Linked DNA regions of Mus musculus: region 2 is linked to region 1. A link is a contact called in public Hi-C data. All regions are on one chromosome and are shown on one strand. Each heading gives the region's core, a stretch centred on a gene start, on an enhancer-like site or on the middle of the called end of the contact. The rest is flanking DNA. Distances are from core to core; before and after follow the strand shown.

Evidence for each region. Hi-C and Micro-C count contacts between places; a contact is called where the count stands out from the background.
Region 2: a Hi-C map of CD8 T cells shows a contact between it and region 1, with 1.7 times the contacts expected there. The contact joins two enhancer-like sites. A contact is called at or near these places in 9 of 484 Hi-C or Micro-C datasets (CD4 T cells, CD8 T cells, bone marrow-derived DN2 thymocytes and 4 more), 1 of 115 datasets of contacts at active chromatin or transcription factors (CD8 T cells) and 2 of 9 other capture datasets (adipose tissue and liver).

Annotation. Positions count from the first base shown.
Region 1 is chr13:91,538,762-91,544,620 of GRCm38.p6, forward strand. Ssbp2 (single-stranded DNA binding protein 2) reads left to right here. Exons shown (of 17, transcript NM_024272.4): 3 at 574-635. Gm41016 (a long non-coding RNA gene) reads left to right here. Exons shown (of 2, transcript XR_873721.1): 2 at 1-572. Among named protein-coding and RNA genes, the nearest start is that of Gm41016, 7.6 kb to the left of the region's middle. Within about 2 kb of position 2,435, at least 94 of the 459 cell types and tissues checked have an H3K27ac peak or open chromatin away from gene starts, as enhancers often do. A contact at or near this core is called in CD8 T cells, where this site is marked.
Region 2 is chr13:91,629,305-91,635,163 of GRCm38.p6, forward strand. The region is part of intron 4 of Ssbp2 (single-stranded DNA binding protein 2); the gene reads left to right. Among named protein-coding and RNA genes, the nearest start is that of Gm22778, 91 kb to the right of the region's middle. Within about 2 kb of position 2,302, at least 11 of the 459 cell types and tissues checked have an H3K27ac peak or open chromatin away from gene starts, as enhancers often do. A contact at or near this core is called in CD8 T cells, where this site is marked.

The DNA.
Region 1 (5,859 bases), core at 1,185-3,684:
GTGGATAAGAACTTAACAGGGAGGCAGTTAATGAGTGACTAAGGTAGGAAACACATTCTTAGTGTGTGTGTGTGTGTGTGTGTGTGCGCGCGTGCATGTGCGTGTGTCCGTGCACTTACATGTGTGGGGGAATGCATGTGCCATGATAATGCATGTAGAAACAGAAGGACAACTATGTGGGGTTCCCTTCTACTTGCTTTATGTAGGACCCTACATTTGAACTCTGGTCAGCAGGCTTGCACAGTGAAGGTAAATGCCTTTACTGGCTTAGCCATTGTCAGCTTCTTCAAGATCATGCACAGATGGCCTTGGAGCACCAAGACATGACAGTTTATTACTGGAGTGGCAGGAAGCAAATTTAAGGAAGTTATGGTGGCATCTTCTCCTATACCAATCATTCTCTTAATCACATTGTAAAAGGAGTACTTGGGAAACGGAGCGAAGACTAATATGAAGATGATGAACTGAAATCTATGGTAGCACTTAAAGGAGAAAAGCACTGCTTGGTAAATAATATGTGTGGGGCAAAGCACCACACAGAAAACATTTCATATGGTTTTTTATTTATTTTAGATAAGATGGGAAAAAAACATCACATTGGGGGAGCCGCCCGGATTCTTACATTCTTGGTGGTGGTAAGTATCCTTTATTTCATTTTTACGTGATACTGCATTTCAGTAAGCTCTTTATGATCCCTACTCTTGCTTGGTTTTTCATTTTCTACAGTTGTGAACTAAAATGTAGTGTTTGAAAACAAAAACCAAAATCTCAAGACCAATATTCCTGCATTTCCTTAAAGATACTACTGTTGAATCAGAATGGACTTGGAGCTGGTGTGTGGGGTTTTAACTGTGCTCAGTACGTTCATTTGGAGAGTTGCTATAAGAGATACTGTAGGTTGAATGGCACATACAGTGAAGTGTATTTCCTTAGGGCTGCAGAGGATAGGCATTCTGAGATCACAGTGCTGTTAGATCAGTCTTGTAATGAGGGCTCTTCTGATGGCTCGTAGGCAGCATATCCTTGCATGGTGGTGGGAGACAGGGAACACAGGGAATCAGTGTTTATTCTTACAAGGGAACTAATCCCATCGTGACGGCTCTACCCTCATGATGTCAGCTAAATGTAATTATTTTCCAGAGACTTCACTTCAAAGTACCAACACACAGGGAGTCAGGACTTCAGTGTCTAAATGTGGAGAAGGTACAATTCATTCCATAGCAGTCTCCTTTCTTGTCTTGCTGCGGCAGATGAGAATGGCACTTTTTCTTGGCTCTTAACTTCTGACTAGCTATAAGATTGCTTTCTGTAAAGAGGTCTGAGAGTTGCCGTGAGACTAAGTTGGTAGTAGGCAGTCATGTGTATTGGCGTGCTAACCACCCAGTTTCTTCTTTGAACTTCACTTCTCTTGGGAGCATTGAGGTAGGAGACACTGATCTGATTGACATATTCAACATTAGACTACTCATACCTTAAAATAACAACAGCAAATGGTACATATGGTGAGCACATTCAAGACTGAGAGGCTGAGGGTGGCAAAGGGTAGATCTAGTGAGCCATGCAAGAGTCTCAGCTGTGATGAGTGTAAAGGGTGACACCTGGCCAAGTGTGCCGATTGGCTGGGAGAGTGTTAGTTGTTCTGATGCTCACAGAGAGGATAGGAAGAAAAACAGAGCTTGGTACCACAGGGGTAGGTAGAATTGGAGGTCAAAGAAGAGTGTATAATTGCACACAGACTGGAACATGTAACAAAGAGGAGTCTGTCTCTGTTACTGTAATATGGGAGGAGGTGCAGGGGTGCTTGTAGGTTTGGTGATAAGAAATTCAGTTATTCTCTGCCAAGTATGATATGAGAAGTTGTGATGAGGGTGCTCAGTGAAGTGATTGTGGTAGTGTATGGTTTAGGTGGGAAATCATCGTAAGTATTTATATATAACCAATGGGGCTGAGGAAGAGGGAAGGGAGGGAGGCCTGAGGACATGTGTGTTTGTGTGTGTGTGTGTGTGTGTGAGAGAGAGAGAGAGTGTGGGGGGGTGAGATTAGAAACACAAAAAACCTTGCTAGATACTGTTTAAAGCCAAGATAATACTGATGCATATAAAGTCACTGTGACACAGTATATACAGATATACTTTTCTGCAGCAGCAATTGGTAGGACAGATCTTTGGTTAAGCTAGGCTAGCTGGTTCTTTCTGTGTCTCTGTCTCTGTCTCTCTTCCTTGCACCCTCCCTCTGTCTCCATCTCTATCAGAAGTATCATCTGTTGCCTTGGCCACTCATTTTCAACATCATCTTTAAAGGAAGGAAATAAAGGGCCAGGCATGTAGTTCCCTTGTACATTATTTAATCATCATCTTTTTAGCCAGCCTCTCCCCCACAGGCATGACTTAGTTGAAGTTCTGTGGCACTGGAACCACACTTGCTCAGTTGTGGTTGTGGGTTTCCTCTGTTTGTCGCACACACAGCAGGAACAGGTGCAAGCCTTTGTTTGAACATTGTTCCTGTAATTGGGCCAACCGTCCATTCCACTACAGTTGCGCAAGGTCATTGCGCTGTTTTCTGGGTTTAAGGCTGGTCTCTCGTATAGTGTTAAAAAAAAAAAATCAAAACTGTAATTTGGTAAGTGATGGATTTAAGGTGTTTAGATCGAGACTGTTCTTTTCCTTTCTAGTAAAGGGATTGAGCTTGGGGTCCAGTGCATGCTGGGAGTGCTCTGCTCCTGTGCTGTCTTCAGCCCTAACTTCACAGTTACCTCCTAGGTGCCGCCAAGTCTTCTCTTTATTGGCATCTTTATGGATGTGCTGATGCTTGTGATTACCACAGATGTTCATATTGGATACGCGGATTAAAAGAGTGAGGATGTCTAGTTTTTCTCTATGTTTATGTTTTTATGCCTACTTCATTTTTGCTACTTCTTCAATAACTTAACCTATATCTGCAGCATGGCGATCAATAATAATGTCCTTCATCCTTTGTCCCTTTTTGTGCTAGACTTTAGTTTTTTATATCAGCTATCAGAAGGAATAGCTTTTAAACCAGCCATTGTCTCTCCTTTCTGTGACTCAGAGATTCAGAAGGACACCTGGACTTTGAACTTTGAAGTAACTTAATTTGGAGATAATCAAAATTAATGTTAATAATTAGCATGTAAATACTTTAAACTTTAAAGTTTGTTGAACTTAACATACAGCATATGCAATATTTAAAAATATTTTCTTGGGTTTTTCCCCATAAAACTATGAATGCGTTCTTTTCAGCATTTGCTTTGTGTATGTGAATCATGGATAATTCACAGTTTTGAAGTTAAGGGCTCTTCTGAGAACTACCAAAAAGGTATGACTCTACCCTTCCAAAACAATGCATGATGAAAGAGTATTCCTGACCATTGTCCAGAGTGAAACTTTTACTGAGGGCTGAATTCAATCCAACAGATACATGGCTGTCTTGTCTTAAGAGTTTAGAACTGGGCCTAAGTCTGTGGTCTGATGAAGGAAGTTGGCCTGTGTTAGTGGTTCCCTTTGTCACTACTCAGGAGCCTGCTGGTATTATTGGAACCAGCTATGACCAATGAGTAATAAAATATAATTTTATGACTTCCTGTCACTTTTCAAATGGATTTGAAGTTGGAATTTTTTTTTGTTTAAGCCTGTTTACTAAATACAAATGCAACTATATCACCATCCAGAAAATTGGTGGGCTAGATAAGCAAGTCAAACATAATATAACAGAAGTATGTGTGTTACAATAAAAATATAAAAATATATTTATAATACAAATATAAACACAGGAGCCATACTCACAAATGTTGGAAGCATAAGGAGAGGCATTGCGGAGGAAGTAAATCAAAGCTGAACTGAAAGGCAGTAGAGGGAAAGTGTCAAGGGCAAGTGACAGTTCCTGTAGAGTCACAAGAGGGCCTTGACTGTAACAGGTAGTTTAAACCAGTTGATCTGAGGTTGTAGTACTAGGAAAGGGCATATTCTCAGCTAGGACAAAAGGCAGGGGCCAGATTAGGAGTTACAGAGTCTGGAGCATTGTGGTTTACCACCCTCACATGTTAAACTAAGTGTATTCCATGATTAGTTCTGTGCTTTCCCACTAGTTCCAGAGTTAACATAAAACACAACCTAAGAGTGAAAAGTCAAAGAAAAGAATGGGAGAGGTGGGATGTGTGGAAGATGGACAGACAGATGCATGTGTGTATGCGTGAGCGCGCACACACACACACACACACACACACACACACACACAAGCACACACACAAGAGAAAGGACAGCCAACAGCCTTGGGGAGGAGAGGGCTTGTGCTGTTGAGGGAAGCAGATGGTTTGTAAGCTTCAGTCTTACGTCTGACCTGAGCTCTGCAGACGCTTGTCTGTCACTGGTGTACTCTGGTGAAACATGCAGTTCCCAGTTTCAGTTTGCTGCCATCCTCTAGAGCATATATTATTAGAAAATTTACTTCCTGTTTATGCTTGTATACAAATGTTCCTACTTTTTTCCATTAATTTTAAAAATCAAAATTCCAGGAAACTTCTTTCCTCTGAGGTAAATATCTTTTTAAACCTGTGGAATTTGGAAATACAGGCTCACAAAATCTTACCATTTGATGGCTTAATTAAAAAGCCCTATGCATTTTAGTTTATAACATAGAAATATAAAGTACCATTTAAAATAATCTTAGGTCTATACATTTGTATTCTAAACTATGTAACTGATAAGATTATCGTAAGTGTAGTTCCTTTTACCTGGCAGCTGGAAATCAAATCTTTTTTTTAAAAAAACTATTTAGTATTATTATATCTAAGTACACTGTAGCTGTCTTCAGACACACCATAAGAGGGCGTCAGATCTCAGTATGGATAGTTCTAAGCCAACATGTGGTTGCTAGAACTCTTGAGCTGGCCTGTGAGACAAGAGTGTTAGTAATGCCTGGCTGGCCCTTACTGCTGTTGCTGTGCCTTCCTGAACAGTCAGTGAGCAGCTCAGCCAGGGCAGTGCCTGGGACAGAGAGAAGGGTGTGGTCATTGTGCAAATGGAATTAACTTGCCAGACTTGATACATAGCGGAAAGCAGATTTTAGTCTTAGAGAAAAGGCAAGAATGTGTGAAAGAATAAAAACGTGCTGGAGACAAAAACAAAGGAAAACAACGCCCCTCCGGACCCCTTGAAAGCACAGAATGAGTCTTTTGTGAAAAATGAAGAATTGAAAGGACGAGGAAGACAAATTTTATTTATTTAATATGAAACTTTCCTGATTGGGCTAGCTATGAGAAACTTTGTTAGGAATTTTTTTTGGGGGGGTGGGGGGGGGGCTTGAGACAGGGTTTCTTTGTGTAGCCCTGACTGTCCTGGAACTCACTTTGTAGACCAGGCTGGCTTTGAACTCAGAAATTCGCATTTTTTCATCTGCCTACCTCTGACTCCCAAGTGCTGGGATTAAAGGCATTTGCCACCACTGCCCAGCTTTAGGATAATTTTTAAAAAGTGTTTTAAATGTCTTAAAAGTACTTTGCATATATCCATCATCTGAATCCTCATACGCCCCATAAAATAGATATAATAGTCTCCATTTTTATCAGAAGTGAAGCATCTTGATTTGTAATCAGCGATCATTTCAATAAGGGCTAAGATTTATTTTTAGTAATATTTATTATTTTTATTATGTGTATAAGACTGTGAATGTGGACCATGAGTGCAGGTGCCGCTGTTTGGGGCCCTCTGGAGCTTCCAGAGCAGCAGTCGTCATCTGCCTGATATGGATGCCTGCACCCAAACTTGGATTCTCTGCAAAAGCAGTATGAGTTCTTAATGGCAAAGCCAGCTCTTCAGCCCCAGGGGTAATAATTCTGCCTTTTTT
Region 2 (5,859 bases), core at 1,052-3,551, 90 kb after region 1:
CACTTTTGTTTTCTTTCTCATTCTTCTGGCCCCTGTACTGTGGAGAAAACTCCCCATCCTCATATTGAGTTCTTGAGAGAATGTAACTCTCATTGGGTCATTGAGTCCTGTGTCTATGGATCTTCAGGACTTCTGTTGACCATCTCATCTCATGGCCAGCTCTCTCCTATCATCAAGGAACCCTTGTCTGTCTTCTTCAGGTCAGCAAGCATTGCTTCCTTGGGGCTTGTTAGCGTTGCTATTCTAATAAGAATGTTTATAAAGTCCTTTCAAACATACAGTTTTTTTCAAAATCAGCTTAACCAAAACTTCAGTGAAGCTCATTCAATATTTGACAGCTTTCTTCTTACTGTGCATGCTCACAGGGTCTTACATGCTCTGACCCAAATCACCTGCAATGTGAGTAGGCCTTTGATTTTCGTGTATTTGGAGAGGTTTAGCCTACTCTTAATGTGTGGAAGATGGTTGACAGTGCCTCTGCTGAGGCATAAGAACTCAAATGGTTTGTAAATACGTAAAGAATATAACATTTTTATTGAAGAATGACATCACTATCTTAGAATAAATAACCTAAAGGTATATTCCCTCTCTCGTTACAGTCTACTTCAGTGCTGTGTATGTGGTCAGAAAGAACATTGTATGGTTGGTTTTACCTCTAGCTGGGTTTTTACCTATATATACACATTAGATTCTCTTGCTGATTACTTTGCAGTGTTAAATAATTATTTCTCTTTCTGTTTACCAAGTACCAAATATCTTTTTGTATTCCATTCTGCTTGCTTGGTAAGTGTCAAGCCTAAGATAGAGAGAATGCTGGAAAGCATGTAGGTTTTCTGCTTGCAGGAATGCTGTTGTTAGGTATCTATTACATCTGGCTTCTCAACTTTTTAATTTTTTTAAAATTATTATTATTATTATTATTATTATTATTTTTTTTTTTTTTTGGTTTTTTTGAGACAGGGTTTCACTATATAGCCCTGGCTGTCCTGGAACTCACTTTGTAGACCAGGCTGGCCTCGAACTCAGAAATCCTCCTGCCTCTGCCTCCCAAGTGCTGGAATTAAAGGCGTGCGCCACCACGGCCAGCTTCTCAACTTTTGATACAGTTGTGAGCTGTGGTTTACTTGTGTCCAGATCTAGCAGGCCGTGAGTCCTTCACTGGGATTTCGAGTTTCATAGTGTCTATCGTCTCCTCTGTTTGATGCTCACTCCCTAAATGCATTAAAGGCTACAGTTTACTTATGAATTATTCCTTTTACTGAGTAAAATGCTTTTTATACCCCCTAATTCTTTTTGCCTTAACTTTTATTTTGTTAAAGGATCTAATTTGATTTAGTTGAGTGACCTACCATTTGTGATTCTATAGTGAAAGAAATAATGATTTTTATGGCTTCATATATAAGCAGTGTTTAAAACCATGTTCACTTAATGGTTAGCTATGACTGGGTGCAATATTTTAGACCTTGATCTTAAAAATGAGTTATATGGTCACCTTTAGTACTCAGATTCCTCCCCAGATGTAATGATTCTACAAATCAGTGGGTATTTTATATGTAGTAGCACCGTTGATTCATGTCCATCATCTATGGGGAATGTTACTAGGAAGACTATATAAGTTACTCCGTATTACCTTCTTTATGCATGCGACTATTGGGAAATAAGAAAAACAAGTATGAATTAAGTTGGCTTCTGTCAGTTTTCTTCCAGGAACTTGATACACTTGCCTGGTGTAAAACAGCATATGCTATGTTAGAATTTGTATACTTACATTTATTATATAAAAAAACCAAAATATCAACATAATAAACTCAGTTTAGCCACCTTTGACCGTGTCTGTGCTCAGAATAAGTGCTACTTACACAAGAAAGAAAACTAGCCTGTTCTCTTAGGACAGTTTTCAGTTACAAAACAGCACCTTTAAATATAGTGTGGTCAGCGCTACAGCCCAGTAATGCAAGGGTTATAGGAACCATAAATCCTGATTTACTGTTTGTTAATGTTTAGATCGTGAAACTAGAAAGGGGACCTCGAGAGGAAGAAAAGACCTCCAGGCAGGGTGGGCAGTGAAATATGTGTTGTGAAAGTAGATGCTGGGTACTGCTGGGAAGGACAATAGGTAGGTCGGGGCTCTGGCTCAGGACAGGAGAGAGCACAGAATGCATGGCAGTGCCATAGTGAAGCCCATGGCTGCCAGACAGTGATTTACAGCACAGTCACAGCCACGCCATGCTGCAGTTTGCCAACACTTGGCTTCAGCTCTTTTGACCTTTCCTATTGTCACGTGCTCCCATGCTGCCCACGCTACCACATACTTCCTCTCCCTCCACGTGGCAGTGGGTGACATCCTGACTACCTTTGAGCACTCATCACTAGCCCTTCCTGGCTTTCTTCAAGTGCACCTTCCCCTCTGTAACTTTCACCACGCTGATGCTTACACGTGAGTCTAATCATCTGTCTTCTTTTAAGACTGTGATTGTCTCTGAGAACAGAGTCAGCTTACTATAGCCTTACACATATGTTGCATGTAAAGTTTGTTGTGTATTAATTCATGGATGAGTGAGAAACATCAAGTCAAAAATTGAATTAAAATATGTGTACAAACCTAAGGCACCTCAGTATTTAATCTTCCATTCTTATATTTGAATTCTGGGCTCATTTGATTTTGAGATGGATATTTAGGTGGCCTGGAAAACTATGTAGGTCAGGCTATACCTAAACTCAATGATCCTCCTGCCTCTGCCTCCCAAGTACTAAGAATACTAACGTACTTCACCACACCTGGCTTTTGAGCCATTTTTATATTGAAAAAAAGAGCAATATTTAAGTTTCTATTTCAAAAATCTTCCATCCAAGCGTATTTCAGTGTTTCCCTAGAACTGTACTAAAGGAACTTGGTCCACTTCTAGGAAGGAAAGTCATCGCTTTAAGGATGAAGACTTTTTAGCATGAGAGTATCATAAAACATGTGCTACAGTGATAAAGACAGGCTCAAGGCCTTGTAAGCAGTTCGAGTGGCAGTCTGAGGGAGGAGAGCAGACTAGCCCCCAGTGGGACAGCTTCAGGGACGGCATCCCTCTAGGGTAGGATTGGATAGCTCTGTCTTTAGAAGGCACATCAGCTTCTGCCCTGGGCTTCCTAAGCAGCATCGCGAGGAAGAGCCATGGTTACCGTAGGTCACAGGCACAGAGGGTTAGGAAGAGAACCATACATTTCGGTAAATTAAGTTTTAACCACTGCCCCACAAGAGTCTGCGTTTAAAACAACTCATTATTACACTTAAGAACCCTTAAACCTAATCAAACCAAACCACAAACAACAAAACCCCTTTATTTTTGTGTTCTAAAAGGGAGAACCAATTATTGGCAGAATTTCCTGTTTTCTGTTGGGTTTATTTTATTTTGTATAGATATGATCTATTTTTAGGCACTTTGTTAAAGTAATTTAAAACTATCTTTTAAAAGTATTACACAGATTAAAAAGCTCCCTACGAAGTTGTCCTTTATCTGTGTGTGTGTGTTTTTTTTTTTTTTTTTATGTGCTAAACTATAGTGCTTCTTGGTTGTGCTCCATGAAGCAATTAAATAGTTTAAAAATGCAGTATCCGAGATAAGCAGTTACTCTCCATATTGAGAGAAAAGATGGGGCACCTGCTTGGGAGTGAGAGCAGGCTCAGTGATCTAGTTACTGTTTCAGCTTGTGGTGAACAGAAACAAGTGTCTTATTTACTAATTCATCGTCACATTGTGCCTTTCTCTATGCTGTCTGCTCTACCCCTTTAAATAAACAGTTTGCTTTTTTTTTTTTTAAACTAAGTAATAAGATTTTGGCTCAAGCTATTCTTGGGTTCCTTTTTGATGTGTACTAACTTTATTAAAAGATAAAATGTTCTAAATACCTTTAAAATATTCAGTGATAGAAATCTTCCAAGTTATAATAAAATGATTCAAATTTTTGCTTTAAAAATCCATTAAATTCTGCTTGATCATGTTCACTGATTTGTTCTGGGTAAAACTTGAAATAGCTTATTAGTTTATATGCTTTTTTAGATCCATGCTAACAGTGTTGTTAAGGGAAAATCTATATTTGAGAACTGTTAGCTTTAGATTTTTTCCTATGAATTTAATATTTGTATATATCAAAAAGAAAATCGTTTTTGAGTTTTTTGTTTGTTTGATTTTTTAAAATATCTTGTAGCTTGTGGTCTTGCTGTGTAGCACAGGCTGACCTTGAATTCTCAGCACCCTCTTTGTCTTCCTAAGTGCTGGCTTATGGGCAGGCTCTGCCATACCCGACAGAAGTCCCATCTTATGTCATGGTAAGCTAAGGTGTGAGTGATATATTAGGATTCCTTCTTGGAAAAAGATTAGTATTGAAATACAAATGCCAGGCATTTATTTCCTGCTATTGGTGGAGAGCTGCAGCTCCATAGCTGTCCTCTCTAAGACAGAGACTTTACAGAAGAGCTTCTTCAGTACAAGGGCTGTGGGAGTCGTTTTTAGAATGAATGTGTCTTGGACTCTAAGACAAGGATGATGGAATAAGTAGATGAAAGAAATCCTGCAGGACACCTTGGTTAGGAAGTATGTGTACCGTGGAGATCTTAACAGCATGCACATGTAGAGATCTGTGCAAGTGATCGCCATTGTTGTGATGGTGATGGTGGTGGTGGTTGTCCTCATTGTCATTGTGGTTTAGGGTGACTGATGGAAGACCTGTATTACAGGCAGACATAGCAAAATATAGGTAGAATAACTATTGGTATCCAGGGACGAGCTGCCGCTTGTATGGGCTCCAGTAGAATCTAGCTTTCTACTGTTTCTCTCTGAACTAATGTGAAGAAAGAACTGTAGGATACTAGTTTGGGCCTCTGGAACACTCAACATTAGTCAGGTAAGAAAGGAGCCAACCTAGAGAAGTAGACACTCTTCCAGTGATGTAAATAAAGGAAGCACTGTTTCAGCTCAGGGCCTGTTCACTCTGCAACAGGACATATGGCCAAATAGGCACCGTCAGCACGCTGACAGGATGTGAATTCCAAACGTGTGTGTGTTTGTGCTTCCTGCCGTAGGACTGTGGAGTCTAGACAGGATTGGTGGATCGTTCATTACCAGTCAGAGTTTTTACTTTGTAGAGGAGCAGAAAGGAGGTTAGAGACCCAGGGGACAGCTCGGAAGGAGATGTGTTTTGTGGCATCTTCTTCCCTCTTCCCTCTGCCGCTGTCCCTGCAGAATGAAGAGAACCTGAGCAAGATGCAAAGCCAGTTATAGAACGATGACAGCAGAGAGCAGCCAAAGCATGCAGTTTATATGGAATTTATTTTTCTTTACTTATTCTTAAGCAGGAGATTGATTTTAATGAAAATTATATAATTAGGGAATAGATAGTCGAAACCAGGTTAACTACATTGAATTCCAAAGATCTTTAGAGTTACCTTCTAAATGTCCTTTGAACAATATTTTTCAGAAGTAGTCATTTTGAGATGTAGATGTGTTAGTTTTCATTTCCTCCCAGAGTTCCTTTCAGATTTGAAAACCAGTCTACCTCCATCCACAACAGGCATTTCCAACAGACCCAGAAGCTTAAGACCCTCCCAGGCTGTTCACTTGCAGTTGGTACAGCAGAAGTGTAGGTTTTCTACACTTGGGTCTGTGCCCCATTTCACAGAGGTGACATTCCTGTGTGAGTCTTCTGGGCAAGAGCTGACAGAGGCAGAAGGAGAAATGGACGAGCAATAGTTGATATATGAAGGAACGAATAAGAACTGGAAATTAGAGAATGTTCAAAGACAAAGTCAGCAAAGAAAAGAGAATGTTGATGTTTTATTAGTGGAAAATCCTAAGCACATACTATTTAACATCC